Linked DNA regions of Mus musculus: regions 1 and 3 are each linked to region 2. The links are chromatin contacts, called in public HiChIP or PLAC-seq maps. All regions are on one chromosome and are shown on one strand. Each heading gives the region's core, a stretch centred on a gene start, on an enhancer-like site or on the middle of the called end of the contact. The rest is flanking DNA. Distances are from core to core; before and after follow the strand shown. Region 1 has its middle 410 kb from the start of Gm39919. Region 2 has its middle 15 kb from the start of Gm39919. Region 3 has its middle 320 kb from the start of Gm39919.

The links. HiChIP or PLAC-seq counts read pairs in DNA pulled down with a chosen protein or histone mark.
Region 1: a contact with region 2 is called in an H3K27ac HiChIP or PLAC-seq map of neural progenitor cells, with 16 times the contacts expected there. The contact joins two enhancer-like sites. A contact is called at or near these places in 2 of 484 Hi-C or Micro-C datasets (neural progenitor cells and stem cell-derived neural progenitor cells) and 2 of 115 datasets of contacts at active chromatin or transcription factors (astrocytes and neural progenitor cells).
Region 3: an H3K27ac HiChIP or PLAC-seq map of neural progenitor cells shows a contact between it and region 2, with 5 times the contacts expected there. The contact joins two enhancer-like sites.

What each region holds. Positions count from the first base shown.
Region 1 is chr2:123,384,358-123,388,784 of GRCm38.p6, reverse strand. No RefSeq gene overlaps it. Among named protein-coding and RNA genes, the nearest start is that of Gm39919, 410 kb to the left of the region's middle. Within about 2 kb of position 1,329, at least 27 of the 459 cell types and tissues checked have an H3K27ac peak or open chromatin away from gene starts, as enhancers often do. A contact at or near this core is called in astrocytes and neural progenitor cells, where this site is marked.
Region 2 is chr2:123,811,357-123,815,705 of GRCm38.p6, reverse strand. No RefSeq gene overlaps it. Among named protein-coding and RNA genes, the nearest start is that of Gm39919, 15 kb to the right of the region's middle. Within about 2 kb of position 1,870, at least 55 of the 459 cell types and tissues checked have an H3K27ac peak or open chromatin away from gene starts, as enhancers often do. A contact at or near this core is called in astrocytes and neural progenitor cells, where this site is marked.
Region 3 is chr2:123,471,557-123,475,498 of GRCm38.p6, reverse strand. No RefSeq gene overlaps it. Among named protein-coding and RNA genes, the nearest start is that of Gm39919, 320 kb to the left of the region's middle. Within about 2 kb of position 1,513, at least 9 of the 459 cell types and tissues checked have an H3K27ac peak or open chromatin away from gene starts, as enhancers often do. A contact at or near this core is called in neural progenitor cells, where this site is marked.

The DNA.
Region 1 (4,427 bases), core at 80-2,579, 430 kb after region 2:
ATCCAAATTTTAAAATTGTAAATAAAATATAAAGCAAGAAATTGGAAATAAATATGAAAACTATATTATTTCTCTTTGCTGTTTTCCTCTAAGAGCCAAATTAAAACACAGTAACAAAAATAAATGAAATTAAACTATAACCTGTAACATAAAAACTTATAGGAATGCAAGGATTTGTCTCTACAATTTAATTCAGCTTTTCTTCAAGGAAGTAGGCATCTGTCAATAAGCCAGTCTTTACTAATTGTTTCTTCAGAGAACAAGGACTGGCTGAAACAAATAAAATAGTAATAATATGACTAGGGTAAACAAGAGCTGGGATGACAGTGGGAGAAGGGGTGAAATGGGGAAGGATAAATAATGGAAACACTGAAGAAGCAATGTTGGCGGATTGAACACAGTAGTAAGGAAATTAAACTCTGAGAGAGATGAGCAAGACTGGGGTCCTCTCTCTAGCTTCTCTATTCATAGTAATTATCAGCTATAGGTTATAAAGCTGGATAGACTAATAACCTCTGACCTCTGACCTCGTGGTTCATTTTCTATGAGCAGGATCACACGGCTTCTCCTTTTGAGACAAAAAAGAGGCAGCATGATAGCCAGAGGCTTCTTTCCTCTCACCCATCATGTGAGGTCGTGGCTCTGGGTCTCAATTTGCTTGCAGCCCTGTTGTTCTAATATGACTCAGAATAAGTTACAGAGCAGACCAACACAGTGTTAACAGACAATTTTGTTTTCAAATAGATAAACCAGTGTGTGTGTGTGTGTGTGTGTGTGTGTATGTATGTATGTATGGTGTGGGTGTCTTCATGTGTATGTGAGTCTGTGTGTTTGTGTGTGTCCACGTGTCTATATGTGTGTGGTATGTTTGTTGAGTGTGTGTGTTCACTTATGGATTTTTTACATGAGTAGAGTAGCGCTTTTCAACTTAATTAGCAGACTTTGAGGGCTAAGAGTCAACAGAACCAGTTTTTAACCAGGCAGAGCTGATCTTCATTTACTTCCTGCATCACCCCCAAAACAAAAATAATTACTAAAGAGGGAAGAAGAAGGAGCCTTCTTTCATTTGCATTGAGCTTTTCTTCTTGGCAAGAGACACCCATCTGTAAATGGGCACATTTCCACAAACAGGCCATCAGAAAGATATTTGCTGAAGGGTAATGAAACCCAGTACACACACCCTCTTTGATGCTCCTTGAAGCATCAGCGAGACCAACTGGAGTCTGGGAGGGAACCTGAGGTAAATAGTTCCCTTTATGAGGCTAGGACTGCTGCTTAGCCAGAGCTGGCACTGACTTTGGAGGGCAAAGGAGACTGAGTCATCGCCCTTCATCCAGCTGATTTGTTGAAAGGGTACAAGAAGTTCCCAGGGGTTTCATGCTGTTTGGAGGCAAGCTTCATTCCAAATGGATGGGAAAGAAGATGGGGGAAGTGAATTTTGTTGCTAAGCCTCGCAGTGACTTGCCAAAATTTTGCCTGTTTCTTTGTGAGTCCAGTAACCACCCCAGCTGGGCTCCCCATTACTCTAAAACAGGAAAGGGGTGAATACGCCTGATCCTTCTTCAGCTTTCCAATGTGCCCTGGTGAGGGTAAACATGGCTGTGTTTGCTCTCCCAGGGGAACAAGTCAGGCATGAAGTTCCTTTTGTTCAGACCAAGGCCAGCTCCTATCATTCTGAAGACCCAGAGGGGCTGGCAGCTTAATCTGGAAATGTGAATATGAACCCTACCTGGAAAGGACAGAGATTTCCGGAGCTGCCCAGTGGTTGTCTGAAACCCTCAGGAAACAACGGCACAGCTGATAGCTGGAAGTGGACTCTGCTAAGTGTACAGTTCTGGGAGAGTGCCTCACAGAGGAAGGAGAGCAAGCTACTAACCCTGCAGTGCCTCTGGTTTTAGTCAGACCAGCGTTATGAATGTGAAGTGGAATAAATATGTATCTGAAATGCTATGAGAATGTAAAAGAGAATCTATGATTGATGTGTTAGTGTCTGTTTCCTGAGCAAGTATATGTAGAGGAATTAGAAAAGCAGAGCCAAGTGCCTCTTTGTCTTTAGGGAGAAACTGAGTATATGAGGCTGTGATCATTATAAGGTATGTGTGTGTGTGTGTGTGTGTGTGTGTGTGTGTGTGTGTGTGTGTGTGTGTGAGTGTGTGTGTGTGCACTCGACATCTTAGCTCTACTTCCTGTCATTCAGTTGCATACTGGGCATTTCTGTTTCTAGCTGGTTGTTTACTTCAATATGCCTTGTTCCATTTCCATCTCTTGATGGTGGTTTTCTGCTAATATGAGGGAGAATTGACTATTAGTGCTAAGATGGATTAACAACAAAGCACTAGCCTATCACTTGTAACTTCAATAAATTTATCAAAAACATCATTTATAGTCAGAGTCACACCGCCATAGTAAAGATCAAGAACTGACCAGTGACATTGTACCGTGCAGAACTATGTGAGGGAAATAAAATAGAAGAAATTATATTTCCTTTGGCACAGTTGGGAACGCTGGATTGTCTGTGATGATCTAAATACATGAGGAGGATTTCCATATAAGAAGGAAGGAAAGTGGGCAGAGGGCCAGCCCATTGGCAGAGACTGCCCATCACTATTGAGTCTTTGTAGATTTCTAAGAAAGAGATGACATAATTAAAACAATACACTTCAAATACTAATAGTGGACATAGTAGAAAGACATTGGGAACAAATTCATGAGACTCAGTATTTTCATCATCTAGTTAAAATATAACAAATCTACTTTGGGGTTATAGCAGAGGAGGCAATAAAAGAAGAAACCAATTGGAGATTTTGTGAGAGCAGAATCTACTGGTTTGACAGTTCATTGGATATGCCTGGTGAAGGAGGGAGAAGAGTCAGAGAGGATGCCAGAGTTTGGAGCCCCAGGGATTGGAACAATAGTGTTGCCATGGAGAGACAAGAAAGTCTGGAGACTTGGAGGAAGTTGAGCTTAGTTTGCAGTGTATTGAAATGAAGGTACTAGCTGGAAACAATTAGGGAAGCTCAGCATGCAGCGGAATTACAGGAAATGGGACAGAGCGGAGGCTCAGAGTTAGGGGTCATTTATTCAGCAAATTGTTATGGAAAACCTATTCTACACCAGGAACTGTGTCAGATACCTGGGTAACACAAGCGACAAGGCACTAGAGAGTAGACAGCACTGGGAGAGTTAGACAGGTGGATTTACCAGTTCCTAAAAGCTGGTATCTTAGAAAAAAGGAACACAGACTATGACATCAGAAAAGACACAAATGTATCACCCACTGCAATGTCAGGAAAAGATCCTGGCAAAAGAAATGGTTAGGGTGGGAGATGGGTTAGGGAATTAAAAAGTTTCCATGCAGTGTTGAAGATACAAGACACAAGTGAACAGAAACACAAGCTGAGGAATTCTAAGAAAGAACACTGGATCATGGGACCATGTATTCTGAGCCTAACAGACTTTCTGAGTTTAGGGAATATTCGGTCAGAGAATCACAGAGGCAGCTCATTGGTTTTAAGCTGGGAACATTTAGATATGAATTTTATAGCAATTTATCTTGCTTCAGTGTTTGGACAGAGAAAAAATAAGACAGGCTATGATGTTTATAAAACCATGTGTTGAATCACATCAATGTGGACTAATTGATACAAAAGGACCCAGAGAATAGAGCTGGGGTATTCATAAATAACTATTTTAAAGAAGGCAGAGGGTGGGAGAGAATAGTCAAGAAAATCATCTAGGAAAGTCTTAGTCATCTGACCATTGTCTCACAGCAGGTAACAAACACAAAACTCTCTCTCTCTCTCTCTCTCTCTCTCTCTCTCTCTCTCTCTCTCTCTCTCTCTCTCTCTCTCTCTCCCTGTCTCTCTCTCCTCCTTGCTTGCTCGCTCACTCTCTGCTACACGCATGTATATTAACCAAATTTGATGATGGATGGAAAGAAGGCAGTTTTGTGATGCTGAATTTAGGGTGATGCTGATGATGGGGTCCAGCAGGCAGTTAAGTATGTGTGGGTTGAGTATGAGAGAATTCAAACCTGGGGATACAATTTTTTTGAAGTAGTCACTATATAAATAATAGCTTCAACTTCAGAAAAAAAAATGTGTCATGATAAAGAGCAAGTCACTATCCTGAAGAATGTCAGTATTTAAATGATAGGGAAAAGAGAAAAACAATGACCATCAGGGAACTGACCACAGAAGCAGGAAGAAAACCAAGAAGAGGGAGAAGGTCAGATAGCCTGGGGTAGATTACAGTGAACATTGCTAGGTGATCGACAGGGATTCTTTATTGTCCACAAGGCAAAAGGTCATTCATGTTTTGAGTGAAAGCAGCTTTTGCAGAAGATTTGAACACGGTCAAAATGAAGTGGGCTGTGAAGTTAGATTCTAAAATGTTAAGCATGAAGGAGTGATAAACAAGGTAATAGA
Region 2 (4,349 bases), core at 621-3,120:
CACTGAAGGGGAGTCTCAGAGATTTTACCATAATGCTTGTGAATCTATTTCTTTTTCCTGTGACTTTGCTATTTATCACTGGGCAGGCTTGCACTGTGTGGATGCATTATAATCAAGCAAACTGATTGCCAGCTGACAGGCACAGCTGCATTTCCCTTCTTGGTGATAAAGAATAAAGTTTCTAACATAACTCATATGTAAGTGTCTGTGTTGAGATATGTCTTTTTTGTTTCTCTGGTTAATATCTATGGTGGGTTTGCCTCTGGCTTCTGGGCAGGCCAAGTGAATTCACTTTAAAGTTATTGCTAGATTTCTTTCCAAGCAATTCATGATATTTTGAATTCCAACAGCAATTTAAAAAACTGGTTCCATTTCATCTTTGCCAGCTTTTCTCAGGCTTGTTCCTTTTTACTTAAATGTGAGCCCTTCCTATAGTTACTTAGTGACATTTTGTTGTAGTTACAACTGTTATTTCCACAGGCACCAGGGGTTGAACACCCTGTTTCCAGGCACTCCTTCAACTGCACTGATCTGCAGTGTAGTTTCTGTTAGATGCTTCTGCTTATATTTTACAAGATGTATTTATTATTTGATTTTCAAGAGTTCATTTAATACTATTTTGGAATATTTTGTCTCAGGTATGACTTTTTTCTTCATTTTCTAAAGAGCACTCTTTCAAGATGGGATATTATTTTACAAAGTCCCATCTGCCAAGTAAAGTCTGTGCTCTGTATCCCCAGGTGAAGGATAAAAATCCTCTACCATATCAAAGGTTGTGATATTTTTTCCCTCATTCAATTTTATGCTTGTGTGTGTTCAGGTTTGTGCATGCATGTGTGAGTATGTGAACATAGAGAGGATAGCAGGCAACCTCATATGGTGTTCTACTAATACCAGTTTTTAAAATTAATTTTTAGTACATAAGCGTGTAAGTGGTCTCCAATTCTTTCTTAAGCATATTATTTTCATTTTATTGACTAGCCCTGAATCTTTTTGTGATTGACCAGGCATGCTTGGGTGAATTTTTGGACTCTGATTTCCACTAATTAACATTTGAAATAAAAATGAATATATACATAGTTTCATGGAGATCACACAAGTGTATAATATTATATTTAATTTCACTAGCTATATCTTTTCAAAGCATGATTTTATTATTACAGTATATTGTCACAGTAAAGTTCCACATTGCAGGTGTAACAGCAATCAGGGATGTTGAGGAAGGAGTTAATTTGTAATTTAAGCTTACTTTGTCATCTTAAACAAGATGAGCATTAAGAAAACCAGAATTAAGCTCCCCTTCAAAGCCATTATAGCTGTGTCTGAATATAGTAACAGCAGAGTCTATGGGGACTGTTAATTCCAGCTCAGAGATGGGAGGAGGATGGGCACAAAAACAAATTACATGTGTGACATGTCATGGGACAGGAGCATTGCTTGGTTATCAAACAGGGAAAGCAAGGACCTCCACAACCACACTGCTACAGTGAACCCAGAGTAAGTGCTTTTAACCTGTCTCTAGCAATCAAAGGCCCCCGAGTGTTTGCCAGCTTCCAGGGTTACTTCTGCAGGCTATGGGGAGGGACTGTGGCTGTCTGGCCAGTCAGTCTGCACAGGGTAATGAAAATACATTATGGCGAGGCCTGAGTTACAGGAGAAGAAGAAGAAGAAGAAAATCAGAACAAAACTGTCTTTGGATACATCAAGCTCTCAGAACACTTCTTGGCCTTGCCTGATTCGCTTGTTGGGAATTGTCAGTGGCCCCCTGTGAGTGCACGCTTGCTTCCGCTGGCAGTGCTGTTCTCCATGAACAAAAGAATCAAACAGAAACACCAGTGTGGAGTTATGCCTTGTCCTAACCGCGCATGCCAGTCCACTTTGATCACAGGCTGGCTGCATTAGCATTCTGTCCTGGAGCTTAAGCGAGCCTATTCACACTGCTCGAGAGAAAACTTCCCGAGGTTCTAATGAATTGCTGTGTTTGTTCAACAGTTGTCAGGTGTTCCGAACGGTCCTAGCGATAGTACAGTGCTGTGTGTTTTATGAGTGACAGTTAGGCCACTGCACAAAGAAGATCTGTCCTTGTGGGTATGCACTGCCCATCTTGGAAATCTGAACACATCTGTAAATCACTCTTCCAATGAACTCGGTGCAGCCTGATTTAGAATCACTCACTTTGATTCTCCTGGCTTCTTAGAAATTCTTGCCTAAAGCTGCACAGTAGTTAAGAAGTTGAACGCAGATGCACAGCGAATGGTAAAACACCTACAAAGAAAACCGAGTTCATGGAAGGTCAAGGCAGAACTGAATTCACTCAATTACCATTTTCTTTATTTTAACTTAAGAAAGCTTGGAGAGTTACCAAAGCTGATGGAGAGGCACAGCTAAGTTGACTGAGTTTTTGGCAGCCTGAGGACTCACAAGGCAGGGGAGAGAGGCATATGCACTGGTGCCAGGCATGTCTAAAACCAAAATATGGATGGGCATAAACTCCGCCCTATGGGAACCCAGGGTATCTATGCTCCTTTTCCTAAAGATTTGGTAGTAGCTCTGTTTTGTTTTTTTTTTTAAAGGACAACCTCTTTCTGAAAGCACCACAAGATCAAAACTTCCAGTTTTCACTTGAACACACAGCAATATGATGTCATCCTCATGTAAGTTAAATTAAAAAAAAAAAAAAAAAGGAAAGGAAAGCTGGACAAATTACAGCTATCTCCTGAGAGGCTCTGCCAGATCCTGACCAATACAGAGGCAGATGCTTGCAACCAACCATCGGACTGAGCACAGGAACCCCAGTGGAAGAGTTAGGGGAAGAACTGAAGGAGCTGAAGGGGCCTTATCTGGCATCAATGGGAGGGAAGGCCCTTTGTCCTGTGAAGGCTTGATGCCCCAGTGTAGAGGAAAGCTAGGGCAGTGAGGGAGGAGTGGATAGGTTGGTGGGGGAGCACCCTCATAGAAGCAGTGTAAGGGGGGATAGGATAGGGGAGTTTGCAGAGGGGAAACCAGGGAAGGGGATAACATTTGAAATGTAAATAAATAAAATATCCAATTAAAAATGAAAACTGTGGTATAGTCTCCAATCTTCCCAGAAAAAAAAATGTATATTTACAATCTTTCCTTAACCAATAATAACAAGTAGTTCTAATTACCATAGCGATTGCTGGGACAACCAGGCTGATGAGGCCACTCAGAATATAATTAATTTTGCAAAACATTATTTTGACTATACACTGTAGCCCTAAAGACAATTAAGAGCTGTACCAAAGACTATATTCTGTCTAGTAAATATGTTTCTGCTTCTGAAGAGAAGGAGAATGCTAGGGCAGTACTAGAGGTCAGCAGGCAGTTGTGCTCTCTAGCGGAGGAGGGCACCTTCCTCACAACAGCCTGGCCCCTCAGTGTGGTTGTTAAGTACAGCACAATGAGGGAGCTCGGTTCCTCTTCCCGAGGAGTCTCCGTAGGGAGCAGCATCCTATGTCGTCGTCATCCAGGAGAGAAAGCTGCAGTAGTTAGTTTTTGCACACACTGTTCAGATCTGTAGGTAGACCAGAGAAAGGTGTGGCCAACTCCTTGAGCCTGACACAAGGAATGCTTTGCTGTTAGAATAGGCCTGGGGCATCAGGGGCTTTGCCATGTATGGACCCATGTCCTCCACACATTTGTTCAGGGTTTCACCCACTCCCTGCATCTCCCTGCATTTCTTATTTTCCAAATGCTCCAGATGTGATGTGACTTTTAATTCTGGGGCAGCTCTGCATTGTCTCATGTAGATACTTGAGGAGAACAAAGTTCTAAGAAGAACTTGAGATAGATTTGGAAGCCTGAACAATATCTTTTTTAAAAAACTGTTTTTTATGTTAATTAGGCATTTTCTTCATTTACATTTCCAATGCTATCCCAAAAGTCCCCCATACCCCCCCCCACTCCCCTACACACCCACTCCCACTTCTTGACCCTGGCGTTCCCCTGTACTGAGGCATATAAAGTGTGCAAGACCAATGGGCCTCTCCACTGATGGCCAACTAGGCCATCTTCTGATACATATGCAGCTAGAGACACGAGCTCTGGGGGGTACTAGTTAGTTCATATTGTTGTTCCACCTATAGGGATGCAGACCCCTTTAGCTCCTTGGGTACTTTCTCTAGCTCCTCCATTGGGGGCCCTGTGATCCATCCAATAGCTGACTGTGAGCATCCACTTCTGTGCTTGCTAGGCCCCGGCATAGCCTCACAAGAGACAGCTATATCAGGGTCCTTTCAGCAGAATCTTGCTAGTTGGGAACAAAACACCCATGGAAGGTGTTACAGAGACAAAGTTTGGAGCTGAGATGGAAGGATGCACCATCTAGA
Region 3 (3,942 bases), core at 264-2,763, 340 kb after region 2:
CTATCTAGGTTTTAAAGACACCTTTGGCACTGATGCAGTACCAGGGCTGGAATCTCATTTGCTTCCTAATGCAGAGGTCTGTGTGCCTACCTTTGCAAACATTATTCCAAGCACAGGGATAGTAGAATGTTTGCATTCTCCCCATTTCTTATCATTTTACAATCTGGGGTATTCCTATTGCATTTCAATCCCTGTGTTTTTAATCATAGCCAAAAGCAAATGAAAACTTTGGGATATTTATGAGTTCACCTTTGCAAATGCAAACACAGAGTGATGGATGGTGCCTGACTCTCATCCATTAATAATATCTCATATCAACATGTGCTGCCTTTGGTAGTGCCTGCCTTCCCCTGTCTCTTCATAGTGGATACATGTGTTTCATTGAAGTCATAGAAATGTCACCCCAAAAACAACCACAAAAGAAAAAAAATCACTATGATGCTTCCATACACTGTGGGAAATAGGACAAAAAGAATGGCAAAATTAAGAAAACTAAGATTTCTTCATTACTTTATTTATTATTCATTTTTACAGTTTTTACATCCTGATCATAGCCTCCTTCCTCCTCCTGCTCCCCCCCCCCACACACACACAGCTCCTTCCCTCATCTTCCTTCCCCTTCTCCTCTGAGAAGTGGGAGGCATTCCCTGAGAATCATGCCACTCTGGCACATCAAGTCTCCTCAGGACTAGGCACATCCTTTCCCAATGAGATCAAAAAGGCAGCTCAATTAGGGGAACAGCATCCACAGACCGGCAACAGATTCAAGAACAGCCCCCACTTCAATTGTTGGGGAGCCACATGAAGATCAAGCTGCACATCTGCTACATATGTGGGGAGGGGCTAAGTCTAGCCCGTGTATGCTCTTTGGTCAATGGTTCAATGTCTGGAAGTCCAGGTTAGTTGACTCTGTTGGTCTTCCTGTGGAGTTCCTATTCCCTCTGGGTCCCTCAGTCCTAAGCCCAACTTTTCCACAACACTTGCTGAGCTCTGAACAATGTTTGGCTGTGGATCTCTGTATCATTTTCAGTAGGCTGCTTGGATGGAGCCTCTCAGAGGTCAGTTTAATGATGCAAACCCAAGTTCAAATAGAACATGCAGTCTACAGCCACTAGTCAAGTTCCCTCCCCAAGCCTCAGTTTCTCCTTTATGAAAAAGAGTACTAGTAGCTCTCCTATGCAAATGAAATGAGATGTGTACTTTGAGTGAGTGGTATCTCTCAGCACCTGGTAGGACTCTATTCTAGGAAATGCCTTTCCTTAGAGCTAATGCATTAATTCTTTTTAACGTTTGTCTTTAGAAGTAATTGACAGTCAGAGCATTTGGCAGCAGTTTCTGAAGCCAAAGAAAGTTTGCCTGATTTAGGGACAGTGACTGTTTTGTTGAGCCATTGGGGCATACTCCAAATTCAAAAAAAAAAAACCACAAAATGCTCACTGAACTGTACAGCATTAATTATACAGCCTATTTATAATAATCTTACAGAGTCTCATTACCTACAGCAGTCACAATGTGGCCGTGTCATTTTGGTTTAGGCTGAGGGACTCACAGGAAGGGCTTGTCATTCCTTCTGGAGATTTCTGTATTTGGTGACATTTCCCCAGCTTGCTGCAAAACAGTAGCTGCAATTAATTACTTTTTTGAATTGGCCACAGGACAGCTTGTAAGTTTTCTCCTGCCCTCTGTCAATTTTGGCACAATGAATTCTCTTTTAAAGTGTCTATACAACTTGCATTTTAAGCATTCCATAGATGACTAGCCACAGACACATAGTAAGAGGTTGGGGATCACTTTGTATTTGATATTTTCTTCCCAACGCAGCATTACAATCATAACCAACTCAAGATTCTAATGCTTACAGTTAAAAGCAAAGTTTAAACTGCAAAAACGTCGTTTCTTTATGCATCTAATTGCTGTATTTCATCCATCTTTTTGCTTATTTGTTTCTCATTTAGCACCAGCTCTGCACAGAAGCAGAACTATTTATAAATGCTGATTAAGCAAACTTAACAACTTCCAAGGGGGGCCTTCCATGCTCGGTGCATTTCAGTACTGGGAGTTTCATGCTTTGGAAATGGTCAGGTCAGCATAGACATGCCCAAGGTGGTTAAGATCTCAGGACCCTTTTTGTATCAAAAGCCCACCTTCAAAACTAATAATAAAGAAGGGCATTGCACTGAAATACACACAGGCCCAATCGAGCGATGATCTCCTAGTTGATTATTCATAAAACATCCCAGGGAGTAATTTTAAATATTGGTTTTAATGTAGAAAGTATGGTGTGCTTAAAATTTATCTTAAACAAAGCTTCTGTGTTATATATGTTATTATAAAATTACCAATATATTGCTTGTAAGAGGACAGTCTTCTTACAGAATTAAGCTACTTTTTATAATCTTCACCATTGGCTCCCCTGTGCCTCTTACCTGCTCGACATTAGCATCAAACCACTTTTAGCCTCACAGATAATAGCATCCAGGCCGATCTATATTGACCTCTTTCAGAAGTTCCTGGGTGTAACTGCTGTGAAATTATGAACTTCAAAGAATACCGCTGGTGCATGCTCGCTGAGAGCAGAACGCGAGCGATAATAGGAAAACACAGTAAATGTGAAAATGTGATTTCCTACAAGAAAGTCAAAGATCAAAGGTGGCCATGTCTGCTTTGTTCCCTCAGTCAATTTGTTCTTTTATTTTCATACCGGTAAAAGGGAATGCTAGAGAGTAACTTATTTTATCTCTGGCTGACGTATCAAAGCAATATGGGGAGTCAAATCTGAGAGAAAGGTGAGCTTTGCATATGCTGAGTATCTAAGGAAATGATCTATCATGTCCTCCAGAAATCCTGGCCCTTTCCCCACCACATGAATACAATTACAGGACAAAGTGAAAAGACTGGATGAGAAGTCAAGGGGATGCTAGAGGGGTAACGCAGGAGTGGGTGAATGGGGAGAAGCACCCTCATAGAGGCAAAGGGGAGGGGGAGAAGAAGGGAATGGGGAGCTGGTGGAGGGGTAGTGGGGGGATAACATTTGAAATGTAAATGAATAAAATGATAAATAAAAATAAAAATAAATAAATAAAGAAAGAAAGAAAAACATACCATGTGTCTTTTAATGAGTATGGTCGCCTAATAATAAAGTAGGTCTGGAGTATTCTTATACTCTCTCCTTCTTTCCCTCTCTCTTGCTCTCTCTCTCTTTCTCTCTCTCTCTCAAATGCATGCACACACACATACACACACACACACATAGATACACATACAGATACAGATACACTTGCACACACACACACAATACACACACACACAAGAATGTGCGAATGTGTGCCTGAAAGACTTCAAGTTAGAGAGAAAATTAGGTTGTATTGCACATCACTGTTTGAACCTTAATTACTAATGAAAAATGATACTATTTACTAATTTTAGTAATAAATAGTAGTAAATCATAAATAAAAGACTTTCTCTGAGTGACAGACAAGCTTTGCACATACTTATCAGCTAATACCCAGATAAGAATCTGCAAGGGCAAACAGTAAGCTTGGTTCCTGATGGAAACTGGGTAGCATCCAGTGAAAGATGGCTCAGAGAGTGTTGTGCTGTATTTCCTGCAGGCACAAGGCCCTTTAACCACTGGCTGATGCTTACTTGACAACTAGAGTGGGGTTTTTATTTGATCCCAAATATGGAGTCTAGAAGGCAAAATTTTTGTAGACTGCTACCAGGGTAGGAAAATCTGGTTGTTGTTGCTCTGAGACCATCATAAGCACCTCAGCATTGTAAGAAAATCCAGGAACCAGGAATGGTGGATATAAATGTCAACAAAAGAAAGGACTATGGACCATCCTGCATCATATCATATATATCACTGATGAATGAGACTGACTTCACTCACCTATCTAACAGAAAAGGAGAGAACATTAATGTGAAGACTGGGGGGTTGGG